Linked DNA regions of Rattus norvegicus: region 1 is linked to region 2. Evidence: chromatin contacts called from public Hi-C data. All regions are on one chromosome and are shown on one strand. Each heading gives the region's core, a stretch centred on a gene start, on an enhancer-like site or on the middle of the called end of the contact. The rest is flanking DNA. Distances are from core to core; before and after follow the strand shown. Region 1 overlaps Vps13d (vacuolar protein sorting 13 homolog D). Region 2 holds the start of Dhrs3 (dehydrogenase/reductase 3).

Region 1 (6,166 bases), core at 2,122-4,621, 93 kb before region 2:
AGAGACACCCAACAGATGTCCTCTAACCTCCTCACATATGCTATGGCATGCACACACAACTCCACAACAAACAAACAAACCAAATGCAAATAGACTCTAAATTGGGTTCTCCAACATAGAGCTAAGTATGGATCAATTTAATTTCGTTTTGTTTCTATCTTTTGAGACAGGATCTTCTGTAGTCCAGACTAGCCTTTAATTTGCTATTAACTTGGGCTTGCCTTGAATTACTGACACCCTATCCCCCAACCCCCTGCCACCACTTCTGGTTCCTGAATGCTGGGCATATGCCACACCCCCGACGTTCCTTTCCCTTTCCTTTGTCTGCTTGTTTTGAGACAGGTTCTCGTGTGAAAGTAAATTTGAAATTTGATTCTTTTGTTACACTGGCCACATCTCACATGCTCTGTAGCCATGTGGCAGAGACAGCATAGTAATCAGTGCTGCCCTAGACAGTACCACGCATTGAAAGGGATGTGGATAGTTATGTTTTTCTACTGCATCATGGTGGGAGTACAAAATGGTTTCACCCCTTTAAAAGAAGCTAAAATTTTCCTCTTCAACAAACTTTAGTATCCTGAAATCTGGCAGAAAGGGTGCGTGCATGTATGCAAATGTGTGTATCTAAATAATATGAAATGTGTATTATTATTACATTTGTTGTTCAAATGCACAAGAATATTCATAGCCACATCACTTGGGCCAGCACTGAGATATTCATACTATGGGGTATTAGGAAACAGACACGGGTGAATTCCAGCTGCCCAAGGGAATGGCTGAACCCTCTCAATGGACAGTGGCATCTGCAATTACCCACATGGTTGGAGACCACAGACAACACTGGTGTGCCAGAGCACACTCTGAAGTGTGGGAAGAAAGCCTAAGAAAGGACATGGGCAATAGACACAAGATGCGGGATCAGAGCTGTGCCAAGAGAAGAGTGGGTGTCTGCACGCAAAAGACCCAAGCTGTGCTCAGCAGTGCGGCTAGCGATTATTTGTTCAAATAAAGAAAGAGGCCAGTGATGGTGGCAGGCCCTGAACAGAGCCTGAGAAAGCCATCCTAATGTCTTCCTCCCAGTGCCTGGCTCACGGGGACAAAAGAGGGTGACTTAGCAGCCAGTCAGTTACATATGTGTGTCTGTGTCTACAGACTCATACAGATGACGATGAGGACACTGCTACCACACAGTAGTCTCTTTTCCCCAGTGAAGGTCACCGCATAACCTTTGTACCAGCTCCTGGGTTTGGAAACATTTGCTTATCTTTGGTGGTGGAGGTGGTGGTTGCCGCCACTGCCGCCGCCGCTGTTGTTATTAACCAAGCTTGAGTGCAGATTTGTTCTCACAGTGGCTTTACACACCATCCCCAAACCGTGCTCACAAACTACCAACCTGGACGTGAGAACTTGAAATCTTAGTTGTGTTTTAGTGAAGAAAATCTAGCTTTAGTTACTGACTCAACATTGTAGAAGGATGAGGAAGAGGACCTTTAATCTGCCTCTCACCTTTCTAAAGAATACTCTCAAATCACCCCTCTGTGGGGAGCCCCTCATTTACACAGCTTGCCCTCTCTTTGAGCTAGGTTTATAAGGAGAGGCTGTGCGGTTTCCTTTGTATATCATATTGACATGAACATGAGTTTTGCACATCACAGTGAGTTCCTATAGGCCCCAGCACTAGGCAATGAGTCCAGCCTAGCTCTTGGTATTTAATAGACCACCAAAAGAGGACCTTAAAATTGGGGGTAGTTTGCCCTCTGCAGAAAATTGGGGGAAAGATAAGCATAGCACATAGGTATATGGACATGCCCGTAAGGGAGCTGCTTTCCCTGCTCATCCTGGATGGACCTGTGTGTGGGGTTATAGTTTGAAGGCTAGATAAATATATTGTGAGTGGAGATAAAGTTTGAGAAAGGGCTCCAGAGGAAGCCACTAAGCCAGGGAATAAACTTTATGGTGACATGCTGTACACTTTCTTCCGTTTTAAGCTGGCCTGCAGTTGGTGTGACTTCTAGGAGCTCAGGAGCAGAAGCCTGCCACCTTTCATTGGTTTGCCAGTCTTTATCGGTTCCTTCAGAGGGATGGAAAGCTCACAGTCAGTTTTTCCCTTACCCTGCTATTATGCACTACGGAAAGCTGGTATCTTGAAAGGAACAGGATGGGGTTGGGGATTTAGCTCAGCGGTAGAGCGCTTGCCTAGGAAGCGCAAGGCCCTGGGTTCGGTCCCCAGCTCCAAAAAAAAAAAAGAAGAAAGGAACAGGACACATATCCACAAAGGTTAAGGTTTCATATCTGGTCTTTGCTTCCCTAGTGGACTAGACATAGTCACCTTGGACCTTTCTCTAGAAAGAAGAGATGATGCTCAGAAGCCTCTTAGGCAAGAGAACCATGGGATTGCCTTGGGGAAGACATGTTATTGATCAGTCTAGACAGTGAAATGATAGTGATTATTTCACCAGACCAGGAAACTAGGACAGGCCATCTGGAAAGCCCACCCAGCCCCTTCCTGCGGGCCCCTTGCATATGGTGATCTGCTAGCATCCATAGATTAACAGTTATGAAGTTCCTCTCCTGGTGGACTCACAATGTCTGCCAACACCACCATTCCTGCTTTTGGGGGAACTTGGTGGTAAGCACATTAGTAAGCCTAAACCTTGAAAGAGGAATGGAGACTAAGCATAGTAGGAATATGTAAATATGTTCTATAAATGGAACCAACCCATTGCCCAGTCCCTCATGCAAGTCACTCCTGAAAACACAGCCAGAGGACCTAAGTGCCCTCACACCTAAATGTTTGAGAATTGTCTGGGAGTGGGAGACCCTCTGGCTTCCTAAGAACTATCACACACATACACCTCCCCCACCCCTTCACCCCCATGGCATCTGGACCCACAACCTGGTGAACTCAGACTAACCCATGTGCAGAAACACTTGCAGTGATCGTAGCGCTGCAGATAGCCTATAGCAGTTCCAGACTTCTGTTTCCAGGATCCTGCCCAGACTTGCCCTACAGAGGACTTCTTCCTGGTTAGTCTGTCTCCACTACCACTAGTACGTGGTTCTAAAGTGCTGATTCAGTGTGGCTGCCTGTTCCCCTCTTTGAGGTATGTCTAGAGAGGGATGTTTTGCTTCAGTGGGTTCCAGGAACAAATAATAAAAAGTACAGCAAGTACACGGCTAAGGACAGACCCAGGACACTCTTATCAGTCATCTGAAGTATGTGCTGTCTGTCCAAGACAAATATGGACTCCTGTTTCTAGGAAAACACCAAAAAGTATTTATCAATTATCCTGTCTATGGTTGGTGGAGAAAGACAACAGCAGCCGACCCTGAAAGCCATAGCAAAGCAGATTCCTTTAGGCAACCAACAGCCAAGGGCATGAGTTAGGGCTGCTCCTGTGGCCTGGGACTAGTCCCCTCACGTGGCTGCTGCATTCCTTACCCTTTACCAGGGAGACTGAGCTCACACCACAGGAGCCTGGCAGCATAGCAGATTCACACTAAAGCCTAGGGCCCTGCTGTGTTCTTCCTGAACCCATTGCATGTCCCCAGAGGACCGCCCCAAAGGGATCCCTAGCAAAATGGTGTGGGCCACAGGGAGGCTCATGATAATCATCGTAAATAGCCATGGTGTAGGCAATCTATGCTCTCTAGCAGAAGCCCAGTGAGCACTTTTCTTGATTTCCCAGCCAACAGGTAGGTTGTGTCATCCCATTACACAGAAAGTGAAATGGACAGCTGAGGAAGTTAGCTGATTGAGCATCGTAATAATCTTATAGCCCAGATTGTGAAGTCCAGTCTGAATTCACAGTGGGCAGGATAGACCACACGGGCCTACAGCAACTGGATCCTGTCTATTAAGCAATGCCTTTTTAAATGAGGAGGGAAAATCTTTGTAACTATGACACTTTAACCTCTTCTTGTCCATTTGCCCTTCTAGGACCCAAGCCCAGAGGGTTCGGAAACCACGTTGCTGCACTGGACCCCAGGGGCTGCTTCCTCGATATTCTGAGAGCCAGGCAGAAGGACAGGAACAGCTCTTCAAGTTAACAGACAACATCCAGGACGAGTTGTAAGTGGGGAGGTGGAGAAACAGCCCATTGGTCTACTGTGTTGCCTCCTCTGTCTTTGAGAAATTTTCCTATGGGCCAGGAGCCTCATGCTGACACAACCCTGGAAGAGACTAAAGAATCACTTGTCCTAAATGGCAGGTTGTAAATGGTCATTACCAGAGGGAGTGGCTCAGCCTGCGGCTCCCAGCCTGCTCCAGAGCAGACCTTGCTATGTTGTCTCTGCGCTATCAGTCTCGGTAGTCAGTTCAGAGCGGCCAGTGCATGAGATATTCTCAGTCTTAAGGGATTTTTGTCCCATAATTTTTTTTTTAACTTTAGTATCTAGTGTTTGCTAGAGAATGCTAACAAACTGAAACCAAGTAGCAAATTATTACCCTTTGAATATTCTGGAAATGCAGTTTTCTTAATTATTTTGTCACTCTTACACATTTTCAGCTAGTGAGATTATTCTTAGCTGACATGGTAGCCATGGCAGTCTCTGGCACTATTTTGTGGAAATCCTCAGAATGAATGTAGGTGCTCTGTGACTTGACCAAATGTGAGAGGACTGAATTTGGGGTGTAGAAATGCCCTGGTGTAATGTGTGTCCTCTAAAGTGAAGCAAGCTAGGGAGGTTCTGGCATTGTGGATATTGCTGGCTGGTGGAAGAGTTCAGGGGAAGATTAGCTCCTGGGGGTGTCCTTCAGTATCATTGGTTGAGACAGTACAAGAAGACTCATTCCCCATTTCATATCTTGTTTGAATGAGGACATAGAAAATGAAGTCTAGAATTTTAGAGATGGGATATGGGGTCTCCCTAAGTGTATCTTGCCTTGGTATCATTGGAATGTCTCTAAATAACGCTGTGCGAGTCTTCCCTTGAGCCTGTTCTACCTTGAGCCTACCATAACAACATGCTGCACAGACTGAGTGACTTCAACAACAGAAACTTCCTCATTTCTGAGGCTAAGAGGATTAAGATCGTCCCATAAACTACATCATTGATGAGATCTTGGGCCTCAGACTTAGACCTAAAGAGTCATTTCTCGGCCAGGCAACATGATATAGACTGTACTAGAATGGCAGCCAGTGATGGCTAGGGTGTCCCACTCACTGGAGAACCCTCTGAACCTAGAATAGTGCCTGGAACTCAGATCAGTCAGTAAACTCAGCTGGAAAGCTGCAGTTCAATATCTGTGTTTACACACGTCCCATTTTTCATATCCCATGAGGATTTAGGGGGACTATCAAGGGTTAAGTGAGGGGTGAGAGATGTAGCTAAGCTGGTAGAATGTTTGCTTAGCATGCTCAGAGCCCCAGGTTCCATCCCCAGCACTGTGTGAACCAAGAGTAGTAGCATTTGCACTCAGGAAATGGAGGCAGGAGGATCACAAGTTCAAAGTCAGCCTCAGCTACCTTCCATACTCAGCCTGGCATCCCTGTCTCAAAAAGGAGGGTGGGCTAAGTAAAATTACAGATCTTTGTGTGTTAAATCTTAAATTCTTTGCTAACTTACCTCTATTCGATCCAAACCATCCCTTGTACTTCCCAACAAGATTCATTTATAATAGAATGACAATAAGGCCAGAAAAACACTGTGGACATATTGTATAGTCCAGGCACCATGGAGTTGCTGCCCACATGGTACACACCCTGGAAACAAGCCAGTGAACTAAGGCCAGCAGTCAGGATGAAATCAGCAAAATGAGTTTCACCAAACACTTGAAGTTCATGTGATCTGGGCACAGTTGCTGGCTGAATTTTAATTTTGAAGATGAAGACCTTGTATCTCCTCCCACTCTGAAGGTGGAGCCTGGCCAGTGGGTGGTGAGGGAGGCATGTGACCTCAGTCTCCTGGGCATATAGGAGAGGTCACCAGGGGCTCTAGCAGACTCGGCTCGGAGTGTCCTCTGTTATCAGCCTGTACTCCGGGCTGTGTGAGTGGTCCAGTCATCCCTCTGCAGGAAGGGCGTTCTCAGGAAAAACACGGGTGCTGACTTCTACCTCTGACTTTTATCCTAGATGTGTAATTAAAAGCATGTTTAAAGACCTAATTATTTGCATATTCCCCTCAGAGTTAACCCGTTAAAGGGGTCTTTAATACCTTGCTCTAC
Region 2 (5,789 bases), core at 2,237-4,736:
AATCCCCCTCCCCCATATATCTTCCTTCTGCTTCAATCAAGAGCTCCTGTTAGAACCTTGCTAAACCTACAGACATCGAGGATGGGCCTGAGTTTTGACTGTTCTGTGGGGAGCAATTATGGGGGCACAGCAAAATAAAAAAGAGTTTTGCTCAGAACCAACAAGAACAACGTTGCCCCTGAGTCCTTAAGGTTTACTGTTTCCGTCTCTGCTCATCTTGGTATCTTGTGGGTAGGGAGAGCTGTTTTGTGATAAGAGAACTTTTGAATTCCAGACATCAGTGTTCCTTAAGACACTGTTAAGGGCCAGAGGGATAGCTCAGTGGTTAAGAGCATATGCTGTTCTTTCAGAGGACCAGAGTTCAGTTCTGAGCACCCACACCAGGCTATAACTCTAGCTCTAGGGGATCATACCTCTGCCTTTTACAAGCACCTGTCTCTGTGTGTGCGCGTGCATGCACACACACACACACACACACACACACACACAAATGAAATAAATCTTTTTTTTTTTTTTTTTTAGAAACCCTTTATTTGGGTCAGCTTTGTAGTCCAAGGCTCCCCATGGTCTACAAATATCCTATTTAACTCAAGGTCATTATGGGAAATTGGGCTATCCCTCTTGGACATGCCAGCCAGCTGTTTGAAGAAGGCTCTGAGCCTTTTTTCTTTCTCCATTTAGGGGATCTCTCATAGACTCAATCTCAGCAGAATCCAGGCAGGGATCTCTCTCAGTGGCAGCCTCTACTTTCCCCAAGGCTGGTGCTGGTGACTACCTCTTCACACCTGGGACACCACTGACCTCTCCTGGCTTCCTCCCACACTCCTAGGCCAACCCCCAGTGCCTAATTCACACCTGTGCCCCCAATCAACTTAACTGCAAACTTCCAACCCCCATAGCATTCAACCCTTTGTTGTCAAGCCTACAGGGCCCTAAACACTCCTGGGTCTGGGGGTTGTCCCTACACTGGCCCCAGTTGCACTCAGCTAAGAGGATAGGAGTCCCCCTTCCCACGGAAAGACCTGGAAAAAGACTTACTGAATGCAGTGGCTCCAGTAACTGCACATGGTTATAATTCCAGGGAGCTCTGGGAGGGTGGGGGTTATTCTTCCAGCCAAGTGAATGGCATCAGGAGTCCCCCCCACCCCGGTTTTCTTTTGGGTGACTGTGCCACCAATTAAAGGCCTATTTCTCATCAGCCTGGGCTCATTCCCTGGAAAAGCTTGTCTTTTCCAAGATAGGTGGGGTTGTGCCTTCCAGCGTATGAACCTGTCGGATCCACTCGGCACTCATGCCCCCTCCCCCCCAGCCAGCCTACTTCTGCCTTTAATTTAGGATTGTTTACAGTCGGTCAAGTTTTTCCAGATTGACAAAGCCTTTCTCATAAGCTACTGCAGTCTGCCACAAGCACAGTGGAAGAGCGGCAGGACCAGAGCCAGCTGGAAGATTCAGGCAACGGAGACACACACTGTGTCAAGCATAAGCAACAGTCCCCAAGTATCCCCTTGAAGAGGGTCCCCTTCTCTGTCTTCTTGGTATCCCCCCAACAAAGAGCTTTGGAAGAGTTCCACGGAGACCCTACTCTGCACCCCCCCTCCCCAGAAGAGAAACTGGTGAGAACAACCCTTATTTCCCAGCAACTCCAAGGGTTAAAAACACTTCTGAACTCCCCTTCCAAAGGCAAGGTTAAACAGCTGTCCAAACCACCCAAGGAGATTCAGGAGCCCTGGACAGCTGGAGGACCCCGGCCCCAGCTGTGCTAGAACAGCCTGGCCAGGGGAGAGTTAATGGGCAATCAGCTTTGGATGAAGGTTCAGACTCCAAAGTTCAGTCCCAGCCACCAAAGGAATTGTAAATCTCAGGGCGGTATTTAACAAAACAAAAGCAACCTGGAATTACATGAAGGTTTGGCTTTCCACAGAGCGTGTTTACTCTAATCCCCAAGGTATGCGGCTCCATGTCAGATCAGCTGGCTAGCCTGGTCCTCCCACCCCCCTCCTTAGCAACAGTTTAAATTTCAAACTAATTCCCTAGTTTGTTCTTCGTCTTCGCGGGCCTCGCGGGCCGGCTGCAGACAGTCCGGCCTGCCGGCCTCAAATCCCTCTCCATTGCTCTTGCCACTGGGTGAGTCAGCTTGGTCTGCAGTTGCAAGTTGGGTGACAGCTGGCTCTCCCTCCAATACACTGCTACACCACGTCTCCAAAATCTGGAGCAAGGGGAACTGGCGTCACCCACATAATAAGAGGAAGTGGTCAGTGGGGCACAGTGCTACCTTCCAATCCAGTGTGGGGGGGGGGTCAAGGTTGAAGGTGAGGACAAGGGCTCTTTATCAGGGGCTGGTTCCCCCCTACTCCTCTTTCAGGATTTTAAGGACCTGGGCCTCCCAGTCTTTCAGCCGGGATAGACCATCCACGTCAACTCCCTCCTTTACAAATCTGAACCGAGTACCCCCTCTATGTCCCTGCAGAGCGCAACCTCTCAGCTTGGGACTAGCCAGCGAGTTGCCAAGCAAAATACCAAGCGCAAGCTAGCAGGCGGCTTGGCTTCCAGCTCTACCCAGGGGCGCGCACACACCGCTCTCAGCAGGGTACCCGCAAAGAGAGAGAGAGGGCGCGCGGGGGGGGGGGGGGAGGTACTACACCTTAGGGAGTTATGCGGCAGAATCTGTGGGTATCCGAGGTGTGGTAGTTGGTAGGGGTAAATAGCCACCGAGATACCAATCCTGGGGGAGCCAAGCAGCTCAGGGCCTGCCAAAACAGAGTGTCCGGTGCCCGGGAAATTTACGAAGGTTGAAACCGACTTGCTTCGCAGTCCCAGGTGATGCGAGGAGTGGGTGGCCTAAGACTTTCAGATGGTTGGCGCTGGTTTCCGCACCCGCAGCAGGTGGGAGCACCCCCCACGACCGCCTCCCCCTCCTCGCAAGCCAGAGTCCCTTTACCCTCAGAGCCCACTTCCAGGTGTCGCAGTGCCACCCCGCCCCCACGCCGTGTACCTTTCTGGCGCCACGCTCTGCGAACTCCCGAGCGAGGTGGCGTCCGATGCCTCTCCCACCGCCGGTGATGAGGACTGACTCCCGCGACAAGTCCCGAAGCTTGGGGGGCAACACCAGTCCCACGGCTGCTTTGGTTACCAGATAGATCATTTGCAGAGGGAGCACTACCAGCGCGCCCAGCCATTTCCACACCATCCTCCGCGCGGCGGAGCCGGGCACAGGGGGAGGAGGTAGGAGGCGGTGGACAAAACTCCCCGGACTAAGCAAAACAGGAATTAAAAAAGGAAAGAAAGAAACACCCCCAAACAATAATAAACTAAATAAAGAAAAAGAGGCGTCCCACCTGGCCAACCTTGAACTGATCTCTTTCCAGATGCAAAGGACTGGGCGAGGAAAAATGGGGGGAAAAAGAAGAACAAGAAAAAGAAAAAAAACAAAAAACAAAAAACTCTGCTCTGGTTGAGAGGAAAAAAGCGTCTCAGAAGATTGGGACGGTGAGAGGGGCGGAGGGGAGTCCAGGGGTGGGAAGTTTTAACAAGAAGTTTCTTGCCCCCAACAGCCTTTCGGCCGGGAAATTCACAGGTAATGTTTACAGACCGACAGAGGAGTTTAGGCAAGGCCAGGGACGGAAAAAAAAAAAGCACCAACCACAAGCGCGCACACAGCTACAGTCCGCGGTTTCAAAGTGCAAGATTAAAAAAACAAACAAACAAAAAAGCTGTTTCCCAATTGTAGCGCCCCCTCCAACTTTCTCCAGAAAAAGAAAGGATGGAAAAAAAAAAAAACCTAAAAAACCACACACAAAAACACCACACACAAAACCTGGGGAGTGATTGCAGCTCCCAATTTCAGTCCGCGAAAGTCTCCCGACTCATTGCTATTCTTGGGCTCAGGAAATTGCTTAAACGCGATCTGATTGCCAGCACCGTGCAGGAGAAGTGGGGGGTCCGGGTGTCAGTTTCTTCCCGTGCACAGCTCGCCCTCGCGCGCGCCCGCTCTCTCGGGCTCTCTCCTCCCTCTCTTGCAGCCCGGGCTGGGAGTTGCCGCTCGGTGTGGCTCCCTCTTTCTTCCCCCCTCCCCTTTAGTATTTATTGCCTTCTTTTTTGTTCTTTCCAACTTGGACGAGCCCGGACTGTGGAGCACTCGTGGATAGGACGTCCTAGTTTGCACCGCCGTATTACTTCGTTCGCGGGGCAGCTGCGGGGAGGACCTAAAGGGCGCCCCCTCCTTTTTTTTTTTTTTTTTAATACCCCATTAAGTCTGATTGACAGTTAAAGTTGTTGGGAGGCTTCACTACCGTGCCTCTGAGTGGCTGCGGCGACTTCCCCTCCCCCTGCGCTGTGGCGGGGCACGCGCCTGGGCGCGCACCCGGTCTCGCTGCGTCTTGCACTCTCCTGGGACTTGCTTCTCTTTTCTGCAAGCTGGGACTTGCTGCCCTAGTCCCCGAGGGCTCGCAGCCGGAACTCGAACACGCCGCAACCAACTCAGGCAAGCCAGCTTACAGGATCAGACATTCCTCCCAGCCTGGGCCAGGTGACCACCCCAGAGCGGCGGGGCAAGCCGAGGGGAAACTTGCAATTGGGTCGCCAAGGGTTCATTTCAGGTCACTTGGTCATCCTCCTGCCTCCAGGTAGGACCAGGAAGTTAACGTTTCATCATCGCTTGATTCCCCTTTTCCTTCAAAGAGTGTGCATCTGAAGTTGTGTCAACGTGAAGTCTCTCACGTTGCAGTAGAGGGACCTCTTGGAAGCAGGATTTTTGCTTTGAGAGAAAGGGGAGCCGGGTAAAGGAACCTCTAACCCCAGGTGCCAATAAAATCCCCATAAGATTAGCTGGGAGCATATTTATTGCTTATCTGGGCTAGAATTACCTTGACTGACAGCAATTTCCTTAATAACAAAAGCCTGTAAATAACACGTCTTCAGACCTATGCCACTGTTCAGTTCGCCCCCTCTCTGGGTGCCCTTCCTTCACAGACCTGTTAGACACCCACCTTGTAACCTCTTGCCCACCCCTTGCAAGAACGTCTCCCTGTTGGGAGGGAGGGACCCAGCTATTTAGACTTGCCTGTTGCGGGAAGTCTAGGAGGTGAGTCAGAGAAGCAGGCCCAGTTAAAAGTGCTGATGAGACTTGCCGCCCGCCCCCTCTGCACATCTCTGGGCGGGAGAGGGAGAGACAGCCAGGGAGCCTGCCCTGTAATCTGGGGCAGCCCTTTCCAGCCCTAGACGTGTTCAGGCTGGGACTCCTGGGCCTCAGCCCCAAAGACTGATCCAGCAGGCCCTGGGTGCACAAGGAACTAACTGTGCTTTTACTATTCCCTGCCTGGGTGTGAACAAATCCCTTTGAGAAGTACAGATTTGGGAAGGTGGTGGAGATCACCTCCTCTTTTGTCAACTACTGTAGTTTTGGGGAGAAGTTGGCCTGAGAACTCCCGGTTTTTGGTGGAAGCAAAAGGGATGAAGGGGCTAGGAAGCCACTCTCCCGTGATCTGGTCTGACATTCCGCCCTCTAGCTGACCTCACTTTGGGGACTTTGTCATCCCATTTCCCAGGTTACCCAGCCAGGAAGTACAGGAGGGAGGGATTCAATCCAGACCTAATTTCTCTTCCTATCCCACCCCACTCTGGCAAGAAGGCAAGAGAGAGGTGGAGGACAGGCTTGGCCAAGGACTGCAGTGAAGAGTCCCCGCAGGCTCCATTCTTCTTTTTAAAGGACTGTCCGAAGGGCCGGCCATTGCCTTCATTAGATCCCACCCCACCATGGTGGCCATTTCTCCCCATCTTCCAGGTCTATAAAA

The links. Hi-C and Micro-C count contacts between places; a contact is called where the count stands out from the background.
Region 1: a Hi-C map of liver shows a contact between it and region 2, with 2.5 times the contacts expected there. The contact joins the enhancer-like site here to the promoter of Dhrs3 in region 2. A contact is called at or near these places in 5 of 12 Hi-C or Micro-C datasets (frontal cortex, kidney, liver and 2 more).

What each region holds. Positions count from the first base shown.
Region 1 is chr5:162,122,031-162,128,196 of GRCr8, reverse strand. It overlaps Vps13d (vacuolar protein sorting 13 homolog D), which reads left to right. Exons shown (of 70, transcript NM_001395589.1): 68 at 3,941-4,072. All of the region lies in intron 1 of LOC103692519 (60S ribosomal protein L9 pseudogene), which reads right to left. Among named protein-coding and RNA genes, the nearest start is that of Dhrs3, 93 kb to the right of the region's middle. Within about 2 kb of position 3,371, at least 15 of the 93 cell types and tissues checked have an H3K27ac peak or open chromatin away from gene starts, as enhancers often do. A contact at or near this core is called in liver, where this site is marked.
Region 2 is chr5:162,029,550-162,035,338 of GRCr8, reverse strand. Dhrs3 (dehydrogenase/reductase 3) reads right to left here and starts at 3,486. Exons shown (of 6, transcript NM_001037199.3): 1 at 2,993-3,486. The coding sequence starts at 3,187. All of the region lies in intron 1 of LOC103692519 (60S ribosomal protein L9 pseudogene), which reads right to left. LOC102550246 (a long non-coding RNA gene) reads left to right here and starts at 4,483. Exons shown (of 2, transcript XR_354400.4): 1 at 4,483-4,622.